2 separate regions of the Astyanax mexicanus genome follow, and region 2 is linked to region 1. Evidence: chromatin contacts called from public Hi-C data. All regions are on one chromosome and are shown on one strand. Each heading gives the region's core, a stretch centred on a gene start, on an enhancer-like site or on the middle of the called end of the contact. The rest is flanking DNA. Distances are from core to core; before and after follow the strand shown. Region 1 overlaps bcl9 (BCL9 transcription coactivator). Region 2 has its middle 3.8 kb from the start of bcl9.

The links. A called contact is a pair of places that touch in the nucleus more often than the background predicts.
Region 2: a contact with region 1 is called in a Hi-C map of muscle, with 20 times the contacts expected there. The contact joins two enhancer-like sites. A contact is called at or near these places in 2 of 3 Hi-C or Micro-C datasets (both in muscle).

The regions. Positions count from the first base shown.
Region 1 is chr21:25,542,038-25,549,040 of AstMex3_surface, forward strand. It overlaps bcl9 (BCL9 transcription coactivator), which reads right to left. Exons shown (of 12, transcript XM_049470168.1): 6 at 4,920-5,251; 7 at 1-13. Among protein-coding and RNA genes, the nearest start is that of gja5b, 30 kb to the left of the region's middle. Within about 2 kb of position 2,959, the one cell type or tissue checked has an H3K27ac peak away from gene starts, as active enhancers do.
Region 2 is chr21:25,697,123-25,703,621 of AstMex3_surface, forward strand. No RefSeq gene overlaps it. Among protein-coding and RNA genes, the nearest start is that of bcl9, 3.8 kb to the left of the region's middle. Within about 2 kb of position 3,224, the one cell type or tissue checked has an H3K27ac peak away from gene starts, as active enhancers do.

The DNA.
Region 1 (7,003 bases), core at 1,709-4,208:
CTACTGCCCAGCTCTGCAGGGCAAAGAGACAGACAGACACCGTGAGAGAGAGAAATATTAGCATTGTCCTTAGCATACACAACATGCAGTTGTGGTCATGGAAAGGTCATAAACAACCCCTGGTCAAGGGTTCAGTCGTTCAGTTTTTCAGACAGCTATCTGAAATGATGTACTTGCATACTCAAACTATTTGTATTTCCTAAGGGACCAATTAAACATTTGGCTAGACACTTCCCTAGACATGCATTAAGCCTAGTCCTGGGCTGAACTTGGAACTGAAACAATGGTGAGACACCTATGAAAAGGTTTAAGCTTAGGCCTGTTATTAATTTGGGTCAAGCAAACTAAGTTAAAAGGTTTATAAACTTATAAACTTTAGTGTTTATATATTGTACACTGCAGTAAAGCTTAAGTTAAAGTTCTACCCTGCTTAAATTCTCAACGTCAAGATCTGGTGCTAAGCTCACAATGCAGGAAAAGTGGCCCAAACATGCTATTTTCAAGACTCGACATTTGTCTTAAAAGTTTACAGTCTTTAACTGACATTCATGCAAAAGAGCAATCCTTAATATGAAGTTTTAGTTTCATTTTCGCTAATATAACACGGTCCATTTCCCTCAGCAAATGTCAAGGTAAACTTCACATGAATTCCAATCTGGTAGTAGCACATTGTAGACTGAGAGCAGTCCACCAACAGCCTCATGAAAAATGACAAGTCTTAAAATGCCAATAGTATTGTTAGTACTGTAACAGCCCTAGTTGAATATCAACACCACCTATGAAAGCACCCCAACCTGGAACAGCAAATGCTAACATATCTACGACCAAAAAATTGCACTTGTTTCCAGTAAACTGGACTTTTCCCTTCTGTGTGAATGCAGTCTTGATGTCTTTTACTGTGCAGCACAGTGAAGTGGCTCTTCTGAGCATTGTACCACCTCTAGGAAGTTTAACTCCTATTGTCTCTGCACGCGACCTTGCTCTTCTACTACCTCGCCAGTACCATCTGTCTAAAAACTGTGCACACACTGAGCTTCACTGTAACCTGGATACAGCAGACTATGATCATACAGGCTCTGATAATACAGATATCAAAGGAGGACATCCCAGGTACACCATGATCTCAAACACAAAAAGGCAAACTGGAAGTGGATGCCTACATTTGCTATATAATCAATAAATATACGTTCAAGCAAGACCTTCTATCATTTCATATAGGTTTTTGCTAGGCTGATTACATAAGCATTTTCAACAGAGCAATTTTAAAAAATATTTTGCTAATTTACTTATTTTTTCATCCACATGAATTGGCTGTGCCAACTTTTTTTGTGGTGCATCCACTATTTATTTTAATGTGATTTCTGTAAAATTGTCAGTTCTGTTTATATGTGTTTGTAAACAGGTTTAATAAATAATTTTGTAAGTGATCTATTCAGAAACTTTACAAAGTTTAAGCTCACTTAATCAGCAGTTAACATTTTACCCATCAAAAATGAATAAATGAAATATTTGCGTTATGGGTCACACCATCTGATATTTTGACACTACAGTTAATTGTCATTTTTCTGTTATTAAATGTTTAGTGAAATGTAACTGGGTACATACACAGCTCTGGAAAAAAAATAAGAGACCACATTACCAAATAAAATAAAAATCTTTACATTGACTTCCATTGAAAGTTTACAAGGTTTTTTCTCTCTCCTGCAAAGTTGCTGTTTTGGAGAGTGTTTTTCATTGGACAGCGATGATAAAGTTGTTTTCTTTGCATTATTTGAGGTCTGAAAGCTCTGCATCTTTGTTTGTTATTTGAGCCATTTCTCATTTTCTGCTAATTATATGCTCCAAATGACAATATTTTTATTTGGAATTTGGCAGAAATGTCTGTAATAAATAGAATAAAACAACAATGTTCATTTTACTCAAACATATACCTATAAATAGCAAAATCAGAGAAACTGATTCAGAAACTGAAGTGGTCTCGTATTTTTTTCTGGAGCTGTATATAGGAGAGGTATTACACACATACAGCACTCAAACATGGAATTATGACCACCTCTTTGTTTCAACACCCATTATTCAATTTATCATAATCTCCACTGAGAATATATTAGTACTTTTTAGGTTGTAGTAGCATTTTGTAGACTGAGAATAGTCCACTGACAGCAGCCTGTGGGCAGTGTTGTGACCAATGATGAAGAACTAGAGAATGACCAACACAAACTGTGCAGCAACAGATTCAGAAATTCTGCCTCTGACTTTACTTTATCTACAAGATGTTTAAAAACTTCAGCAGCACTGCTGTGTCTGATCCACTCATACCAGCACAACACACTCGACCACCATGTGGAGGATAGTAACAAAGATACAAAGTATTCAGAGATACAAGCGTCTATAATTAAATAACTACAAAGTCTCCTATATTCTCAGTAGAGCAGAAACAAGATCATAATGCTTTGCTTGATTGTGTATGTCATTTTTTTGCATTTAAACCTTTTTTAATCTAAATCTAACTGACCCTGTTGCCTTGTGTCTTGCTTCGCATGCCAAATCAGGACTCTCCATAATCCTAACTCTTCATATAAATCCATATAAATTCTAAACAGTCTGTATTTGTCTCCAGTCTTTAATACCTGAGCGATTTTGCTCAAAGACTTTCAACACATTCAATTAAAATGGCCACAGTCTCATGGCAAATAATCTCTATGCACAAGCATTACCCACCAGCAGGGGTCCTTCAGACGGCAAACACGAGACTGAGGGAAAAGAAAGAGGGGGGAAAAAAAAAGCTGACTCCCCCTCTCGCAGAAGGAGAGATGGTATATTCCTTGGCTCTTCCTACCCCCAAAACCTACACTGTGATGTTTCCACTAGGAGACATACGGGGGTGTGGATGTCTTTATGCAGCACTACAGCCCTGAGTGCAGCGCCTGAGGACAGGAGAGGCACATGTGCACGTACGAACGCTACAAAACCAGCTACGGTGAAAATGTGACTCCAATGACATTCCAGACATTTATGTTATGGGGGGCTTTAGAATGCCAGAACACACCTGTGGACACATCCTAAAATAAAAATGAGATAAAGGAGAAAACAGACTCTAGAAAAAATATATATATTTATGTCAGACAGAATGAACATTGTTTGTTTTGTTACACATATGAAGATATGCTCTAGGATTCTTGCATATATATGTTAAACAAAATGTTAACATATTATTTATTAATATTTACCCCATTTCCCCATTGTCAAATAACCCTATCCTGTTTATTAGAACTCCATCCATCACTAGCAATGCCCCCAAAGACCAAGACACGAAACTGCTTCTTTTTGAACTCTCACAGGAAAGCCAGCTCACTCAGAGGAAAGTGCAGCAACGCAGCTCTGATACATCAGCTAACAGATGCCTGTGCTCAGGGGAGCGAGAGCATCATATATCCAATCAATCATAGAGACAGCACAGCAAATTCTGCTCTTAGATTTCATACAGGATATGAATCAGCACCATAATCCTCAGCACCACTCAAAGCTAAGTTTTTCAGTCTGCTCAATAAAGTGCAGCATGTAACTAAAAATAAATTGGTCAAAACATAATACAAAAACAAAATACCAGTATAACAAACACATGAAACATCAGAAACAGCATAAACTACACTCTGGTAAAAAGTTTTTTTTTACTTCGTTATTTCTACTCAGTTATTTTTCGAACCAACAAGTTCAATCAATACTGGTGAAGGACCCATTTAATGCATATAAATGGCAGAAAAGTCTAAATCATAAAAGAAGCATCCACAAACATTTGGACATAGAGTCAGTTTCCTACACCCAAGAATTATAAAAAATATTTATTTTAATAGAAAATCTCCATTCAAATAGCTGTGTATTCCTCACTCAACATAAAAGGGAAAGCATGCAAGCTGACTTGTAAAGTTAAATTGAGACAAGCAATATACAAAACCCCTAAATCCTTTCCAACCGTTGAGAACATAATGCAAACATAAAGCAACATCTACAACATTTAACTAATTTAAGTTTTTATAGTTGGTGAAAGCTATGGAATAATTAACTCAAAAGTCTAACCAGCAGTTCTCTATAGGTGTCTTTCCACTAAAAGGTTCCCCAAACTGCTGAACTGTACTCAACTTCTGGTAAACTAGTACCTGGTTTACTTTTTCAAAATCACAGCTTTCTACAACTCTCAATTCTATCTGATTGATTCTCTCTAGCCAATCAGCAATCCGCAAGTTTTACAGGGCATGTTTCTGCCCCAAGTATCTTGTGACTCTCTATACTTCCCATTAATAGCAAGAATCGGTCTCCCAGTCTCAGGCACTCACAGCATACAGTACAATAAGCATAACTGATTCCCCTTGGATAATTTACAGCTACAGTAGATACAGCAATCACCAGTGAAAATGTTTGTATCTATACGGTTGTGTGACAAGCCTGCACACCAAGAAGAGTCTGATTTTAGCACAACATTTTAGCCTCAACTTTCTGTAATCTGTCTAAAAGTTTGATCCATATAGAAAAGTGAAAACAAATTTAGTAGATCCTTTGGTACCAGAGAAACAAAGCAAACAAGGCTAAAAAGTATCCCAAAAATACACTGTTTCAGGTACACATTGCTTGAAACAGGGTTGGACAACTCTTGTTGAGAAAGTACTCTCAGAAAGCAAACTACTTAACAAGGTAACAAGATGGACAAGTCAATGTTCTATTGGATTCTAAGTCACAAATTCAACAAAGCAAAATTTAACAAGTCTAACAACCTTCTTAGTTAATCTGCTCAAAGGCCTTTTCAACAACGAGACAATGTGCCCCAAAGTACAGTGTGATATTTAAAGCAGAACAGTCAAATCTATTAGATCATTTGACAAAATTGACAGTTCAACAGCTAAACAACTAAAAACCTTTCATACCTTTCTGGTCCCCGTCGTTATTGGGCGTCCCTGTATCCCTCTGTTCGAAGGACTCGACTGAAGTGCTTCTCTCTCTTTTAATCTTGCTTTTTGCCCCATTGCCAGAGTTCAAGCCCTGTCCATTTTTGAGTCCCATGCCCCCCACAGAGCCCTGAGGGCCTTTGGGCGTGTGGCTTCCACTCAGTGCCTTGGGATCGCATGGAGATGGCTGCGATTGGCTGCCAGCACCTCCTTGTTTTCCCTGATTGGGCAGTTTGGAGTCCATCTGGGCAGCGCTGGAGGGAGACATCACGGGTGGTGAACGCACCATGGCCTCCTGCTTGGATTTTGGACTGCTGGAAGAGAGGAGAGGAAAACAGTGAGAGAGAGATACTAATACAATACAATAAAATATACGATAACACACACCGCAATTGAATAGCCTTAAGCACACATTTAAGCCAGGACTAAAGCCAGGACACACACTAGACGCGATTATTACATTACTTTCTATTGATAAACTAACACTTACAGTAAGTCTACTGTGCTACTGTCTCTTGTTACCAAAGCTGGACCAGACAGCGTCACAGAGTAATACTATAAAAGTGTCAGAAGATATGCTACAACAGACAAGGAAGCGAAAATCAGAGATCAAATTTCAAGAGAAATGATTTTTATTATTCGAAGGAATTCCACAGCTTCCTCTCCGAGTACTATTTTAAAGACGGAATGAGGAATATTCATACCAGCTCAGCATTCCATCTCCACCTGAACTGCGGCTTATCATCGCCTGCACATGACTGGCATTCTCCCCCACCCCGCAGAAATATCTCAGGGAAACCCTGACGCATTCAGGTGACGCACCAGCTCACCTACTCTCTCACACTCTCATTCTCTGTTGACAGAGCGCCAAGTTAATATTCAACTGAATATCCTATACTACTGCCTAGCCTGGAGACTAGGCCCTGAATCACCACAGTCAAAAGGCGTATGTAACTGTGGAAAGGGACTTAATCTAACAAAGCTGTGCATGAGCTTTCAGAGATACTTATATCTCACATACAAATATATAAATAATATTTTGGGTCAGAGCATTGGTCTCCTCATAGGAAGATCATTTGATTGATCCCTGGTCATACCACAGCCATCAGTAACTGGGGTAAGATTTAGAGTAGCAAAATTGTATCCAAATTGATTATTCATAGTATAAACAGCTTAAAACCACATGAATCTTACTTTGGATTTCAACATATCACTCAAAACTCAAACCAAACAAGAAGAGCAACAATTCCGATCTGTTCACTCGCAAAAATAAAAGTGCGGACAGTCACCTCAACGTATCTAATTTGGAAAACAAATTCACCTTGCCTACAGTCTGAACATAGTTTGAAAATATGCAGTTGGCTCGCTTCAAGGGACCAAACCAACCAAACCCACCAACCAACATCTCCCACTAAATCGGAATTGCCCTCCATGTCCTAAAAACATTGAGACTTGGACGGACAAGAACTGTTCAGCCCAAATGTAGTTGATGGTGATTGTGATGAAGTAAAGAATAAAAATGCTATAAGCTAACATACGTTTCTGCAGCTCATTCTGCAAAACTAGGTTCTAAATGTTACTGGGGAGACTGAAATGCAATTTTTAACCACTAAGCTGGCTTCACCCTTCAGTCAGTTATGTAGGGCATATCAAAATTTACATTTTGTCTGTTTTGGTACAAATAATCTAACAGGTTTCAAAAGTTGGTTATAGACTTAGTTGTAGCCGTTCAAACCAGTGGAGTTCACCTGAAAGTTGGGTCAGACCAAGTTCAAAAGCTCCAAAGTTCAGTTTTTTTTTCTTGGTGTGGATGTCTTTCTTTTATCTGAGCACAACAATCTAATAAAGTAATGCATACAGTAAATTTAACTGTGGTAAAAGGACCAGGGCTTCACCATTTCTAATGGCTGATGGCTCACCTAACTTGTGAGGTATAAGCTTCCATTACTTAAAGAGCTACAACACCCTTAAAAATGTACTGGAAAACACCAAACATGTCATCAACATTGGCTGCCTGACTACATTTGAGGTAATGTGAGGAAAACCTACGTTTTCAGCCTGAA
Region 2 (6,499 bases), core at 1,974-4,473, 160 kb after region 1:
ATATAAAAATTCGGTTGATTTGAAGTGTGTTCTTGTATAGCTTTGATATCTTCAATTTTATATTTACAATATAAAATTTTATTTAAAAAAAGGTAAAACTTTTAACTGGTACTGTAGAATATCATTGAAAAATTACTTTATTTCAGTAATTCAGTTGAAAATGTGAAACTCATATATGTGTATTACACAGAGTGATCTATGTTAAGAGTTTATTCCTTTTATTGTTGAAAATTATAACTTACAGCCAATGAAAACCCAAAAATCACTGTCTCAGAAAATTTTAATATTATATAAGACCAATTGATACTTTTGGCAGTGTGGGCAGTGTGCCAAGACCTGCTGGAAAATGAAATCCGCATCTCCATAACAGTTGACAGCAGAGAGAAGCATGAAGTGCTTTCAGATTTTCTAGGAAAACACTGACATGACTTTGGACTTGATATAATCGAGTAAAACACCAGCAGATGACATGTCTCTTTCAAACCATCACTGACCATCAGGACATTTTATTTGGAAATCAAGGGAGCAGAGTCTGGAGGAAGAGTGGAGAGACACTCAGTCCAAACTGCTTGAGGTCTAGTGTGAAGTTTCTACAATCAGTGATGGTTTGGAGGCCAACACTCATCTGTTATTATATAAGTATTTTTTATCCCTTGTTCCTTCCACCCAGATGTACACTTTAAAGTTTTTGAGCTATTCTATTATAAAGAGCATAGAATATCTACTTTCTGAAGGAAATTATTTTATTTTAATTTCTGCCTGTTTTAATAGTAACAGAGTTAGCTGATTAGTCAAATTCTTCAATACTTGAAATGTACACTAGAATACTAGAATTGGGCGTATAAACACACACACACTCCTCACTGGGCTTCCAGCCCTCATTTGCCACCCGCTCTCTCGCTCTCTCGACCCTTCCAGCACCATTCATGCTCCCCCCTCTCTCTTTGGCCCCTCTTTCTATGAGCTCCTTGAGGTCCGATGTGTTAACACACACACATATACACACATACACACACATCCACTGAGGCTCGAGGGTCACCACTGCTTTCTCTTTCTCCCTGCTCTTCCCACAGCTCTCTTGGAGAATGAACTAAGAAAGTGAGAGAGAGAGAGAGAGAGAGAGAGAGAGAGAGAGAGAGAGAGAGAGAGACAGGGAAAAAGGGGAAAGTGAGGAGAAAGGGGTTGGGGGTTTAGGGGTTTGGGGGTTGGGAGAGACGGTGGTGTTGGTATCCGTCCCCTCATCTGGGTCCTGCAGCTAAGGCCTGGAGAGGCCAGGAGAAAAAGAAAGAAAGAGGGAGAACAGAGGGGGTGGGTAGGAGGCCGCAAAAGGAGAGAAAGAAACAGAGGGAGAGAGACAGAGAAACAGAAAGAGAGAGAGAGTGAAAAGGGGGAGGTGTGGGTTTAGGAACAATAGAGCACAGACCCCAATCTGGGAGATGAAAGTGGACCGTCTGGCCTTAACTTTTCAAGTTCTGACCCATTTCAAAGCCCGTCTGGCTGCGAAGTGTGTTTTTCACCAACACACAGGCTTGGGGAGGTTTATCCAAGATAAACCATGTTTCTTATCTTTGGATGTCCGGAGCATCTGATGAAGTTGGGGCAGTCACAAAAAAGTAAAGAAGGGAAAATGATAGATAAAAGATAAAAGAAGATGTACAAGGGATGACAGCTGGGAGTTAGACAGATAGACATATGATAGCTGAATTGATAAACCAGCAGAAAAGGAGGGTTCTGGCTTGGGTTCCTGTTGTATAAAGAAATAAAACAGACAATTCACCATAAGAAGGCTAATGTAGTTATCAAGTAACGGATACTAATATACTAAAAACTGTTTTGTGCAAACCACACAAAGGTGTTGAAGCACCAATATGTCAGATTTGGTATTTCTTGCCTCTGGGCTCCCCCTTCAGTCAGAGTGGGTAATCTGCACCTTGCAGACATTCTTTTCACATGCATTTCTGGACAAGCTGAGAGATACAGAGACACTGTCAGTAAAACTAAAAGATACAGAGGTCGGTTCTGAAACGCTACATAAATTAACACCAAGCACATTTTTAAAAAGTGCATTAAATATATGGAAACCAAATATATTTAAAAATGCTTTTATTTTTAAAACATTAAAAATGTTTTAATGCATTATTAAATTAAAGTACATTTAGAACCACTTAACCAGTAACCAAAAAAGCTACATTTATTTTTGAAAAAGTTACACTTATTTTAAAGATGCTTTATTAACTGGAACTAAAACATTTGTTGCATAAACATAAATGAAATACATTAAATACACAATGTTTTGTGGTTATTTGTGTATACTCAACCTTTTTGAGTTGACTGTTATCTATACTACATAGTATAGTTAGTATTAGTGCTAGTGATGGCATAGTTACTTTGAAAAGTAATCTGATTACTGATTACCCTTTTAAAAAGTAACTCAAGAGAGCATAGGGTCTGTGTGTGTGTGTGGTGGAGAGAGAGGGGGGCTCTCTGTGTGAGTGTATGAGCAGCACTCAATATCTTTTTACTAGGGAAAATTACAAAAACATAATGCACAGTGTTTTGAATAAATAACTTTAATCTGATTGCTAAGTAATGTGTTACTGACATCGCTGGTAAGTGATTTGGGACACTGGTAGTAGATAGTTATGGTAGTAGGCTAGCTGTAATAACTGGTTGAGCAGCACCGGAATTTCCGCAGATTTCTTAAAGATTTAGTTTAGCTTTGGTAACTGAATTAATTTAAGTTTAGCTGAGGAATTGAGTGGAGAATACTACAACACACAGCATGACAACAAATAGCTTTACAAGCTAATCTGAGCCTGTAATGCTTCTTTAAAATGTGGTACGGTCCACTTCCCTGCTAGTATTTAGCTGCTGAATAGAGAGGGAATGTCCTGACAGGAAAGAGTTAACATCTGTGCAGGGATAGAGGAGGGCGGGGGCGGAGAAAACACACACACACTGAGAATTGAGAATTGGTGGCAGTGCGAGGCCTGAGATTGAGCTAAACTACTGGGGCTGTGTGTGTGTGTTTAAGTGGTCTGAGTAGAAAATGTGTGTGTGTGTGATTCGCAGTTTCACACTGGCCCCAGCGTCCAGAATAAACTCACCCGGTGTTTAGAGGCATTTTCTGGTGGTGTGAGGGAGTGTGTGTGTGTGTGTGTGTTGAGGTGGTTAAGGAGAACGTGCTGAGGTCATTATTAGCCGGTTGTATTTTACATTGCTGGTGCTGTGGACGCCGGCGGGGTGATGAATTGGTGAGGGCGGGGCCAGTAGTGAACTGGCGCACTGGCTGGGGCGGGGCACGCTGGGAGAGGGGAGGAGTCTAGTGAATCTAGTACGGTGATGAATTATCAGGGGCGGGGCGTGCAGGGCGAGGGGAGGGGTCTGGTGATTCCGGTGATGGCAATCATAAAAAGGCCATGCTCGATCTGACATGCCTGCAGTCCAGCCGTCTGAGCAGGTAGCAATCAATATGAAAAGGTGAATATTACACACAGAGTGATCTATTTTAAGCGTTTATTTGTTTTACTGTTGATAATTATGGCTTTCAGCCAATGAAACCCCAAAAATCAGTATCTCAGAAAATTAGAATATTATATAAGACCAATTGGTACTTTTGGGAGTGTGCCAAGTCCTGCTGGAAAATGAAATCCGCAACAGAGGGAAGCATAAAGTGCTGTAAGATTTCACGGGAAAACACTGTAGTAACTGTCTCTATTGTGCAGATATTGACCGTTTAGGTATACAGCGTGCTCTGTGTTTTCTGCGATAAATAACGCTGATACTTTAATTTAGTTCGTTAAGTTATCAAGAAGAGTTAGACTTAGTCATATCGCCTAGTTCTGAGCTAATGAGTCTTTTTTCCATGCATCAAATATAATGTTTTTTCAGATTTTATTAGTATAACTGTTGAATATCATGACCATGACGTTTTTCAGTCTGCTCCACCAAGGTTACAGCTCGGTTGCCTCTTTGCGACTTCTAAGAAATCTGTAACTGTAAATTCTTCTAGGAAAAATATCTCACTACTGTGCTTTGATTTAATGTGTGCAGACACCGCCATCTCCACAGGAGGTTCAGACGCACGTTCAGGCACTGTGAGTAAGTGTGAGTCCTGATCGCCACCATGTGGCCACTTTTTATTTTACAGTTCTTTTTTTGTTGCTTTCTCTGCTAGGTTCCATTTTAATCACAATAATGACCTAAATAATAAAGCTGGACTACACATAATAGGAAGTGGATGGGAATTTGACGTTTTACCCAGAAAAGGCTAAAAGATTGACTCTACACTCAGAGGTACGATATGAGTACTCAAAGGTACACTCTTCATAATTGTACCCTCAAAGGTACAATACTGGTCTTTACAGGAACAAATGTGTTCCCTCTGAAGTACAAAGTAGTTTCTAACAGCAATAAGTACAAATTTGTACCATTTAACCAGCCAAAAGGTATATTCAGTATTCTGTATCACTGTACTAATAAACAATATATATTTTAATTGCACATTTTTATTTGAAAGCCAGACAATTTTGTATCATCAAGTTTTTGAGCCATATTTAGTTGATGATAATGTTTTTAATCTTTATAATCTTTACTGGCACAAACACCATGGGTACAAAAAAGGACTTTCTCTGAAAGGTACTTTTTGGTACCTCAATATAAGATACAGCCCCAGCGACAAGCTTTGTACTCTTTTAAGTACAAATCTGTACTTACTTTTCTTAGTGTGTATGCTAGAGTATTGTTTCTTTCAAGTCAAAGTATAATATATAAAAAAAGTTTTCAACATTGTTAAGCCAAGCTTAAGTCATATTTAGCATAATTTATCATGTTCCTTAATCTTCTGTCTCTCATTAAAATCGGGAGACTAAATGGTGTGAGTTTATGCTATTTTGGACTCCCCACAATGTATGGGCTGTATGGGGAATTGGGGATTCAATTTCTAATCTATCAATAAAGACAGGTTCTCCACCTGTAGTAATAAACAAAATTGTTTTATTGTACACTCGCATTGTAAATGAAGTGCTGATGTTACAGTTGAGACCGAATGGAAAATGATGAAAACAGTATTTCAGTAATTCAGTTCAAAACGTGAAACTTGTATAGATGTATGTATGTATTACACACAGAGTGATCTTTTTTAATTGTTTATTTATTTTATTGTTGATGATTATTGCTTACAGCCAATGAAAACGCAAAAATCAGTGTCCTAGGAAATTTTAATATTATATAAGACCAATTGTTACTTATGGCAGGGTGGGCAATGTGCCAAGTCCTGCTGGAAAATGAAATCTGCATCTTTATAAAAGTCAGCAGAGGGAAGCATGAAGTGCTGTAAGATTCTCCAGGAAAACTCTGCACTGACTTTATACTTGATAATAAAACACAGTGGATCAACACCAGCAGATGACATGTCTCTCCAAACCATCAGGAAAATTTTGCATTTCATTTGGAAATCAAGGAACCAGAGTCTGGAGGAAGAGTGGAGAGACACACAGACCAAACTGCTTGATGTCTAGTGTGAAGTTTCTACAATCAGTGATGGTTTGGAGAGACATGTCATCTGCTGGTGTTTTGCAGGCCTGAGATGCAATAAGAATATTGTGGTGGAAATACCTGTGACAATTAATAAAACAAATATTAAGTTCTGAGTGGTGTCAAATGAGTAACAAGTTTTTGTTGAAGAAAGTAGTGAGAGCACAATCAGTTCATGAAGTCATCACGCTCTGAAGGTGCTCTGGGACTCTAACAGCTTCCCAGAGAGTTATTTATCCTTCACTCAGTCTTAATCAAAAAACATTGACCACACATGGACATAGGACTCCCTCATACAACTGCGTCCTTCTGAAACTCCCTTCTACTCCCAGACAGAGTTGCTTTCTAGTCCAAATGTCAGAATAACCTCTTTCCCTTCACATCTATGTCCTGTTGTTTACACAAAAGTGTTATCAGAAAAAAAACATTTCCCTGCTAGTCAGCATGTACACACTGTTGATGATTATAATGGTGATAGGTGAATTGGTTACATTTCCTATATCACTATATATCACCAAGTACATATAAGAAACATTTTTATATTGTATAAAAAAGGGGTTGTTAAAAAATCAGTTGTTTCTTTGAATATTGTAATTTTGAATATTAGTACAAAAGTCCAATGACAAGACAGCAATACAAACTTTTACATAAAAACTAAAATATTTCATGCCAATTTAAAACAAGTCAGTCATAATAAAAAACGTGTTTGGAGTTACATTTTTCAAAAGCTAGATGTCCCCAAATCCATACAGGCAATCACTTTTCTACCAAACCTGCAAGACACAGTCAGGTCGACCTAAACAACCGACATCCCTGCAGTTATCCAAGAACTTACGTTGGACCTTTGTAATGTACTGGCCCTGCCAATCATCCTTCACTGCTATAGGGAGGGTCAGCGGGGTGTCACGTACACCACCACAGTCTCCTCATTGCCACCTATTAATATCTCTGTTAGAGTTTCACC